Linked DNA regions of Mus musculus: region 1 is linked to region 2. The links are chromatin contacts, called in public promoter capture Hi-C maps. All regions are on one chromosome and are shown on one strand. Each heading gives the region's core, a stretch centred on a gene start, on an enhancer-like site or on the middle of the called end of the contact. The rest is flanking DNA. Distances are from core to core; before and after follow the strand shown. Region 1 holds the start of Tescl (tescalcin-like). Region 2 holds the start of Zfp108 (zinc finger protein 108).

Region 1 (4,141 bases), core at 340-2,839, 79 kb before region 2:
TTGTGTTCACTCCAATGGAGAATACCACAAAAGAACCAAAAAAAAAAAAAACAAAACAAAAACAAAAACAAAAACAAAAAAAACAACAAAAACAAAAACAAAAAACAAAAAACAAAAAAAACCACTGAAGGAACTTATTGAAATTATCGGAGTATGCCTGAGGATTCACTTGAGCAGCGAGGGTGATGACTGGCAAGAGATGCATCCCTGGAGTTTCCTCTCAGGTCGACCTGCTGCCCACTCTGCTTCCACTGTGTATGGAGCAGGAGGGAGAGGGTTGCTGTGCTCCTATGCATCCAATGCTCCTCCCATCTACCGACAAGAGAATGATAGTAGCCGTGCCTTGTGAGAGTCTCCTGCAGGTCATCACAGCTTCTCTGATTCCCAGACATGGACGGCCACATCCTGCCTGGAAGGCAGAGTTCCGAATGGGAGTCATGCACTGTCATTGTCGTTTGGGTCCTAGTTCGAGAGCCTGCTGATGGGGTATGATATGGAAGGAAGTGTAAGCAGAGTAAACTCTCCCTTCCCATGTAGGGGTCTGTATAGTAGAGCCTTTGTGTGTGGCTTTGAGTGGATGTATAGTAAAGCCTTTGTGTCTGGGTTTGAGTGAACTGTTTAGCAAAGCCATTGCTATGTTTGGATTAGTGAGTAGAGGCTGAGAAATTGTTTTGTGACTATTTGAACCCTGAAGAGATGTCTCCCTGGAAAGTCTGTACTTGGCATGACATGAGAGCTTGCAGCTGCACAACCTTGGTCCTAAGACACTCCTGGGCAAACATGGAGTTCTTACTTGTGATTATGGCTAGCCATGGTGAAACGGGACTGAGATTTGTGTGGGATGTCTGCTCTCAAGGGCAGCAAGAGTAAGTTAACTTTGGTAGCTGAAACCCTTCCCAGCTCCAATTAACCTTGTATGATGTTTGAATAAAGTAACTGGAGTGAGCTAGCTGTGTGTCAGTCTTTTCCAAGAAGGCTGAACTCCTCTGTTCCTTTAGGAAATGAAGGCTTGGCATCTTGGTGAGCTTCTCTGAGCTCTCCCCTCCCCTCCCCTCCCCTCCCCTCCTTCCTTCTCCTCTCCCCTCCTCTACTCTCCCCTCCTATCCTCTCTCCTCTCCTCCCCTCCCCTCCCCTCCCCTCCCCTCCCCTCCCCTCTCCATCCTTCCCTTGAATGACTTGGAACTCAACTGTGCAGATCATGTTGTGCTCAAACTCACAGAGATTCTCCTGCCCCTACCTCCTGAATGTTGGCATCACTGGCCATTTTAGCATCTTTTGTAAGACAAAGACACGTATCTTTGGTTGTCCTAGGAAAACCAAAGCGTGCTCTCTCTTTTCATATATATAAAATTATATAATGTATAAAATATATAATAAACATATGACACATAATAGATGTAACATGTAACATAATATATAATATGCAATCTATAATACGCAATGCGTAATATACAACACATATATAATATTTATTTCAATATGCTTCATTTCACTGAATTTGGAGAGGAAAGAGCCTTCGGGGATTGTGACGGACCTGCCCTAACAGAGGTTGCTTTGATGACCTAATAAATCAGAACGGCAGCAAGGTGAGACCGACCAGGAAGCCCGAACCCTTCCACTGAGCGCCTGAGGTCGTTCCGAGCACACGGGGCACCATGGGCGCCTCCCTTTCGTCCAAGGAGGAGTGGGAGCGCGAGAGCAGGACCGACTTATGGTGGGCGCACATCCAGGAGGTGTTGAACAAGTGCGACTTCAGCTGGGAGCAGATCAAGCAGCTGCACCAGAGGTTCAGGCTGCTGAGCGGGGACCAGCCCACCCTACAGCCAGAGAGCTTCGACAACATCCTGGACTTGGAGTTCAATCCGATCCGCTCCAGGATCGTCCGCGCCTTCTTCGACAACCGGAACCTGGGCAAAGGGACCAGCGGTCTGGCGGAGGAGATCACCTTCCAGGACTTCCTGACCATCATCTCCTACTTCCGGCCGCTGCGGCCCAGTCTCAACAAAGAGGAGGCGGAGCAGAACCGCAAGGACAAGATGCGGTTCCTCTTCAACATGTACGACCAGGACGGCGATGGGATCATTACCCTGCAGGAGTACCGCCGGGTGGTGGAGAGCCTGCTGTCGGCGCACCCGCAAGTGGAGAGAGACACTGTGCGCTCCGTCGCCAATGCCATCGCCCAGGGCGCCTTGAAGGAGGCGGCCAGGGCGTCGGACCAGCCGCTGATGGCGGGCCAGCAGTATGAGGGCATCACCTTCGAGGACTTCGTCAAGACCTGGAAGAGCCTCGAATTGGAGGTGAAGATGCAAGTCAGCTTCCTGAATCTAGAAGCCACGGTCTTATGCCAGTGACCGGCGGGCTGCCACACCCACACTGGAGAAGCTGCCCCTTGAATCCGGCAGACTCTTGCAGCAGCTACAGGGTACATGGGACTTGATGGATTTCATCTCAAAGAATAAAGATGATCAAAAGAGATGAGCGGGGCGTGGCTGTGCTTGCCTTGAATCCCAGCACTCAGGAGGCAGAGGCAGGCAGGCAGATCTCTGTGAGTTTGAGGCCAGCCTGGTCTATTGAGTGAGTTTCTGGCAGGCCAGAGCTCACACAGTGAGACTCTGTGTCAAAAAAATAGAATGAATAGAACATAAATGTACCAATGGCCAGTAAACACGAAAATCGTAAGCATCCTTTGCCCATCTATCTCATGCAAGGCGCAATGGCTATCAATAAAATAAATGGTGGGTAGGATGCAGGGGCGCGAGGGAAGGAAATATGTACACACGATGACTGGTAGGGATGTAAATTCGTTCAGCTTCTATGGAGTCAATATAGAGAGGTTTCTGGAAAGCCTAGAACTAGAACCATCATATGACCCTGTGGGAAGCCGCCCTCACACTCGCCGTTACAAGATGGCGCTGACATCCTGTGTTCTAAGTGGTAAACAAATAATCTGCGCATGTGCCAAGGGTAGTTCTCCACTCCATGTGCTCTGCCTTCACCGAGTCGACAACTCGGCCGATGGGCTGCAGCCAATCAGGGAGTGACACGTCCTAGGCGGAGGATAATTCTCCTTAAAGGGGATGGGGTTTCGCCATTCTCTCTCTTGCTCTGGCTCTTGCTCTCTTGCTCCTAAAGATGTAAGCAATAGAGCTCTTGCTCTCTTGCGCTCTGGCTCCTGAAGATGTAAGCAATAGAGCTCTTGCTCTCTTGCTCTCTGGCTCCTGAAGATGTAAGCAATAAAGCTTTTGCCGCAGAAGATTCCGGTTTGTTGTGTTCTTCCTGGCCGGTCGTGAGAACGCGTGTAAGATGACCCAGCTATGGATGTACACCCAGAGGACCACGTAGATGCCAAACATCTGCACAGAGTGCAGCATCACTCAGTATTGCCACCTTACAGAACGAGCCCAAGTGTCCCTCTGCAGACGAATGAATGGTTAAAATGTGGTATATATGGGGTCGATTTTATCCATCCATGAAAACAAGAAACAAGCCAGAAACGGAAACACTACTCATTTGTGGATCCTAGAGTTTTATATAGATAACATGAAGTCATAGGATGTAAAATCGCCAAGTAGCCTGGGGAATGAACAGGGAGGAAAGGGGGTGGAGTCACTGTGGTCAGAGTACAGAGCACAGGTGTATGAAATTGTCTCTCGTAACTCATCACTGTGTGCATCAGACAGACCCCGGTGAAGAGAGTACCAGGGCATGCTGTGAGCATGCCATTAGGCTTAATGTCTTCTTGCTTGGTGAAAGAGCAGATTTGAGCAGTTAAAACTAGCTCGTTACAAGTAAAAGTTTGTCAAACCTAGCTGTATCCTCGTTGCTTGGACAAAATACTTAACAGGCACCGTTAGGGGGGAAGAGCTTGTTTGACTCAGAGTTTGAAGGCACAGTCCATGGTAAAGCAGGCCATGACTTTAACTCAGGGTTAAGCTATTTTTTTGTTAGTGGTGTCACTGTGGCATGCATTTGAGTGTCACGTCGTAGCCCAAGATGGCCTTGATAGTTGAGGGTCACCTTGTATTCCCATCCCCACTTCCCAAGAGCTAGAGTTACAGGCATGTGCCAACACGTCAGCTGTGGATGAGAGAGAATCCACAGGGCCCCTCCCCCAGATGAAGAGCTACTGGCGATCACTGGC
Region 2 (3,890 bases), core at 542-3,041:
AACTTCTGGTGTCCTTCCTCAGGTGCTGTCTAGGGTAGTTTGTTTGTTTTTAGGACAGGGTCCTCCAGTGTCCTAGAACTTGCCAATTAGGCTAGGATGGCTGCCACTGAGCACCAGGACAGAGCAGCCTGTCCCAGAGTCCCCAAACCAAGAGATGCTACTTCAACAAGATTGAAGAAGAGAGACTCCTGAAAGCTGTCCTCTGAAGTCTACATCATGTCTTGACATGCTCACAAAGCACAAACCCAATACTAATGAAAAATTATTAAATGAAAAAAATCATAAACACGAGTATGAAGAACTCATACTTAATTGTAAAATAAAATTAGGCCAGAAGAGGGCGTTGGACATCCTCTAATTACATATAATTGGAGTTACGGGCAGTTGTAAGCTATCAGGTGTGAGTGCTGGGAACCAAACTGAGCCAGTGCTCTTAACTACTGAGCCATCTCTGCAGCCCACTTTTTCAAATTCTTTTTACTCATCCTTGTACACTTTCCCATGTGCAGTGCACTTTGAGCACATGTCCCACTGTCCTCTCTTATCCCTCCTCCTTCCAGACCTTTCTTCTCAGCAACTTCCCCTCTTCCTTCATGCAGTTCAGAGAGGCTCTGTGTAGAGCACTTGCCCGCCATGCAGGAGTCCTGTTTTCAATCCCTACCACTGTGGGGATGGGGGAAGCAACCCGACTTACCTGTAACTTGGTCATTGTTCTCTTCTCTTTGAGACAAGGCAGGGCTCTGGGAAGCAAGCTGGGGAAGAGAGGCTTCGTGAGAACACTGCTAGGACAGTTGGTCCACGTGGCTTCCTCAGCTTCTCCATCAGCCCCAAGGGCTGTGCGCGCTGACCAGGCTTTTCTGCCTACTTCCTACTAAGCCTCCGGGTTACCAGACTCACTCACCACATTCTCTATTTCTGGAAGCTTCAGGGGTGCTGGGCACTCTTACCTTCACAAGGCTGCCTGTGGTGATGGGTTTCCCAGAAAACACAAATGTTTAAGCAGCCCCAGAAGTCTGATGCATGCTGTGTCATGACTGACCACCAGCCTCAGAAGGGTCTGTCAATTGTGACAGCTATCTTACATGTTATTGTTTCCATACATGGGAGTGAAGTTAAACCTCTCTGTATCCTGCTCTAAAAGGCTTCATAATTAGCAAACATTATTGACCTGCCAGAGCCTCCAGAGTCTCTTTTTCCACATGCACGAAGATAATGACCAATAGAAATCTAAGCCCTGCAAGATGGCTTAGTGGGTAGAAGTGACTTCAGCTGAGCCTGATGGGGCGAGTTCGAGTCCCTGAACACCACACGGTGCAAGGAAAGACCTGACTCTCACAAGTTGTCTTCTGACCTCCATACATAAGCTGTGACACAACCCTCCCCTCTTAAATAAATAAATGCAAAACCAAACCAAATCAAAACAAAAACACATAAAAGTAAGAGTTGCCACTTAAGGCTTTATGACACTGGCCATCTGTCACCACAGCTTCTCTGCCAGGCTCCAGTGGGAAGCTAGACTCTCCCGGGGTTCCACCAGCAGCTGAGATGGGTCCAGGAATCAGGGCAGGAGGCCTCAGGCAGAACCCAGTTAAAAAGGACGGGTCGCTGCCACAGCTGCCCCGCTTTTCCCCGGAATGCAAACTCGTCTCTGAGAGGACACACCGGAATGCAAACTCGTCTCTGAGAGGACACACCGGAATGCAAACTCGTCCCTGAGAGGACACACCGGGGCACAGCGCACAGAAGGCCTGCGGGATGCTCCAAGCTCTCACCTCACTGGAAGGAAGCACTGCCAGGCAGCCTAGCCTTCTGGAGCTGAAGCAAACTTAGCTGCTAATGGCTCCAGAACTACAATTCCCAGAATGCCTCGGCGGAAGTTCATCGGTCTGGAGCTTTTTCTGGGACTACATTTCCCAGAACGAGAAGGTTCCAAGCTATTTTAACTAGAGTGAGGTCGGTGGAAATTGCTTTTTGGGAAATGTAAAAGTACCACTCTCGCTTAGAAAGGAAGTTGTGGGTCCAGACAAAATCAACAGTCTTTAGTCATATTTGGCCTTGTTTCGTTGAGAAATTTAAAATTGACCTTTATAGTGACTACCAGCTAAGTCCCATGGTTTAGAAATCTCAAAGGGTAGGTCTCTGTCTTGGCTGTAGGAAGGTGCAGTAACAGGACCAGAGGGCATAACTATCCTGGCTCCAGTTTTCAACCCTTTAGCCAGGGGGCTTATGGGGAACAGGGTCTCAAGTTTTGCCAACTTCTGGATAGAAAATTCTGTTCCTGAGTCAGATTAGCATAGGTAAGCTCTGGATGCCCTAGTGAGTTCGGTTAACATTCTGTCTAAGCTCCACCATACAGTTACCTGGCAACACCTAGGTATGCTCCTCCCCACAATTATCTGGCAACAGCCTGGTAGGCGGATCCACTATAAAAGTGGTTGCTTGCCCTCTCCTCTTTCTTTTGTCCTCTTGTTCTTTTGCTCTTCCCGTCTTGCTCCTGCTCTGTCCCCTCATACCTTCCCCCCTCTTTCTCCACGTGCTCATGGCCAGCCTCTACTCTTCTCCTCTACTTCTCTCTCCCATTCTCTGCCCTACTACCCTCTAAACTCCCCTCCCCAAGCCCTGAATAAACTCTATTCTATACTATACCATCGTGTGGCTGGTTCCACAGTGGGAAGGGATGTCTTGGCATGGGCCTGTTGAGGCACCCGCTTCCCCCATACCTCACCACACCCCTATAGAACGTATCCACCCCACCCCACCCCCATTTATCATTTTATAAACATATCAAGTTCTACTTCCCAGTCTGCATAAGGAGGGAAGAGGGTCCTAGGATTTGAGTATAATGGGGTGGTGGGTCTTACAGTTTGGTTTGCAGGTAAGTTCTATTTTAATGTAGGGGTCCCTGTCTGTCTTCCATCCTATCCCCTAATTTTCACATTCTCAGTGGTGGCAATAGAAAGTCCCTGGAAGGTTGCAAGTGGAACTTAAATCAGCAGGGCAGGTGCTACATCTACTCCAGTAGTGACACGTGCAACTGGCCCCAAAAACCTGGGCACTGTCCTGAGGCAAAAAGTCTCCTGGAACTGTGGCATCCTGAATAACGAATGCTCCAATGTCCATGCTTTAGTTGGTAAACAGATCTGTGTGCTTTCCCTTAATATTACTTTATTATAAGTGCTTCTAAGGATTCATTTTTGATATTTAGCTAAGTTAGATTCCTCATCAATCCTAGGCAGTCCTTGAGCCGACCAAGGGCTTTGAATTCAGTAAGAATGTTGCCTATTCAGTGACATTCAGAATTGCCTCTAGTATTGTAAGAGAGATAGTGAAAGAAATCAGGCATTATTATCTACTACATAGAGTTAGAAATCTCAGGGCAAACTACTCCCATATGCAGGAATTTACCATTATTTAGGAAGAAGGAAGGTTGTGGTCTAAGGAGGAACCAGAGTAGATACTTAGAACTATAGATAGCTGAGTTACACCCATACACAGGAATTTACAATGGCCTAAGGGGGAGGTGGACTATACAATAGACTAGAATAGGAACTATGGCAAGGGCGCGAAGCCCTTGCCCCTGACTGTTGCGGCCGCCAGCAGCTCGCAACATGAACGGTTCGACTGAGAAGGCCACTCGAGCTGTAAGAGAGGAATCTAGACGGGGCGAAAGAAGAAACGGAGCTAAGACAAATTTATTCTGATCAAAGCTCAAATTTTATTGTTGCGACACTAGTTATAAAGGAAGGGGGAGGGGACCCGACTCCCGCTAATCTCTGGTCCAGTAGAAAGGTGCACGTGTGTGGCTCCGCAGGTTCTAGCAGTGGGCCTGGCAGAACGAATGAGCAGGAAGCTCCACCCCTGAGCAAGCAGGTTTCAGGCTGGGGGAGGGG

What was found. Capture Hi-C pulls out chosen DNA fragments and counts their contacts.
Region 1: a promoter capture Hi-C map of adipose tissue shows a contact between it and region 2. The contact joins the promoter of Tescl here to the promoter of Zfp108 in region 2. A contact is called at or near these places in 3 of 39 promoter capture datasets (liver, macrophages and pre-B cells) and 2 of 9 other capture datasets (adipose tissue and liver).

What each region holds. Positions count from the first base shown.
Region 1 is chr7:24,331,413-24,335,553 of GRCm38.p6, reverse strand. Tescl (tescalcin-like) reads left to right here and starts at 1,589. Exons shown (of 1, transcript NM_001163810.1): 1 at 1,589-2,474. The coding sequence starts at 1,656. The coding sequence ends at 2,351.
Region 2 is chr7:24,252,695-24,256,584 of GRCm38.p6, reverse strand. Zfp108 (zinc finger protein 108) reads right to left here and starts at 1,791. Exons shown (of 4, transcript NM_018791.2): 1 at 1,663-1,791; 2 at 695-752. The coding sequence starts at 709.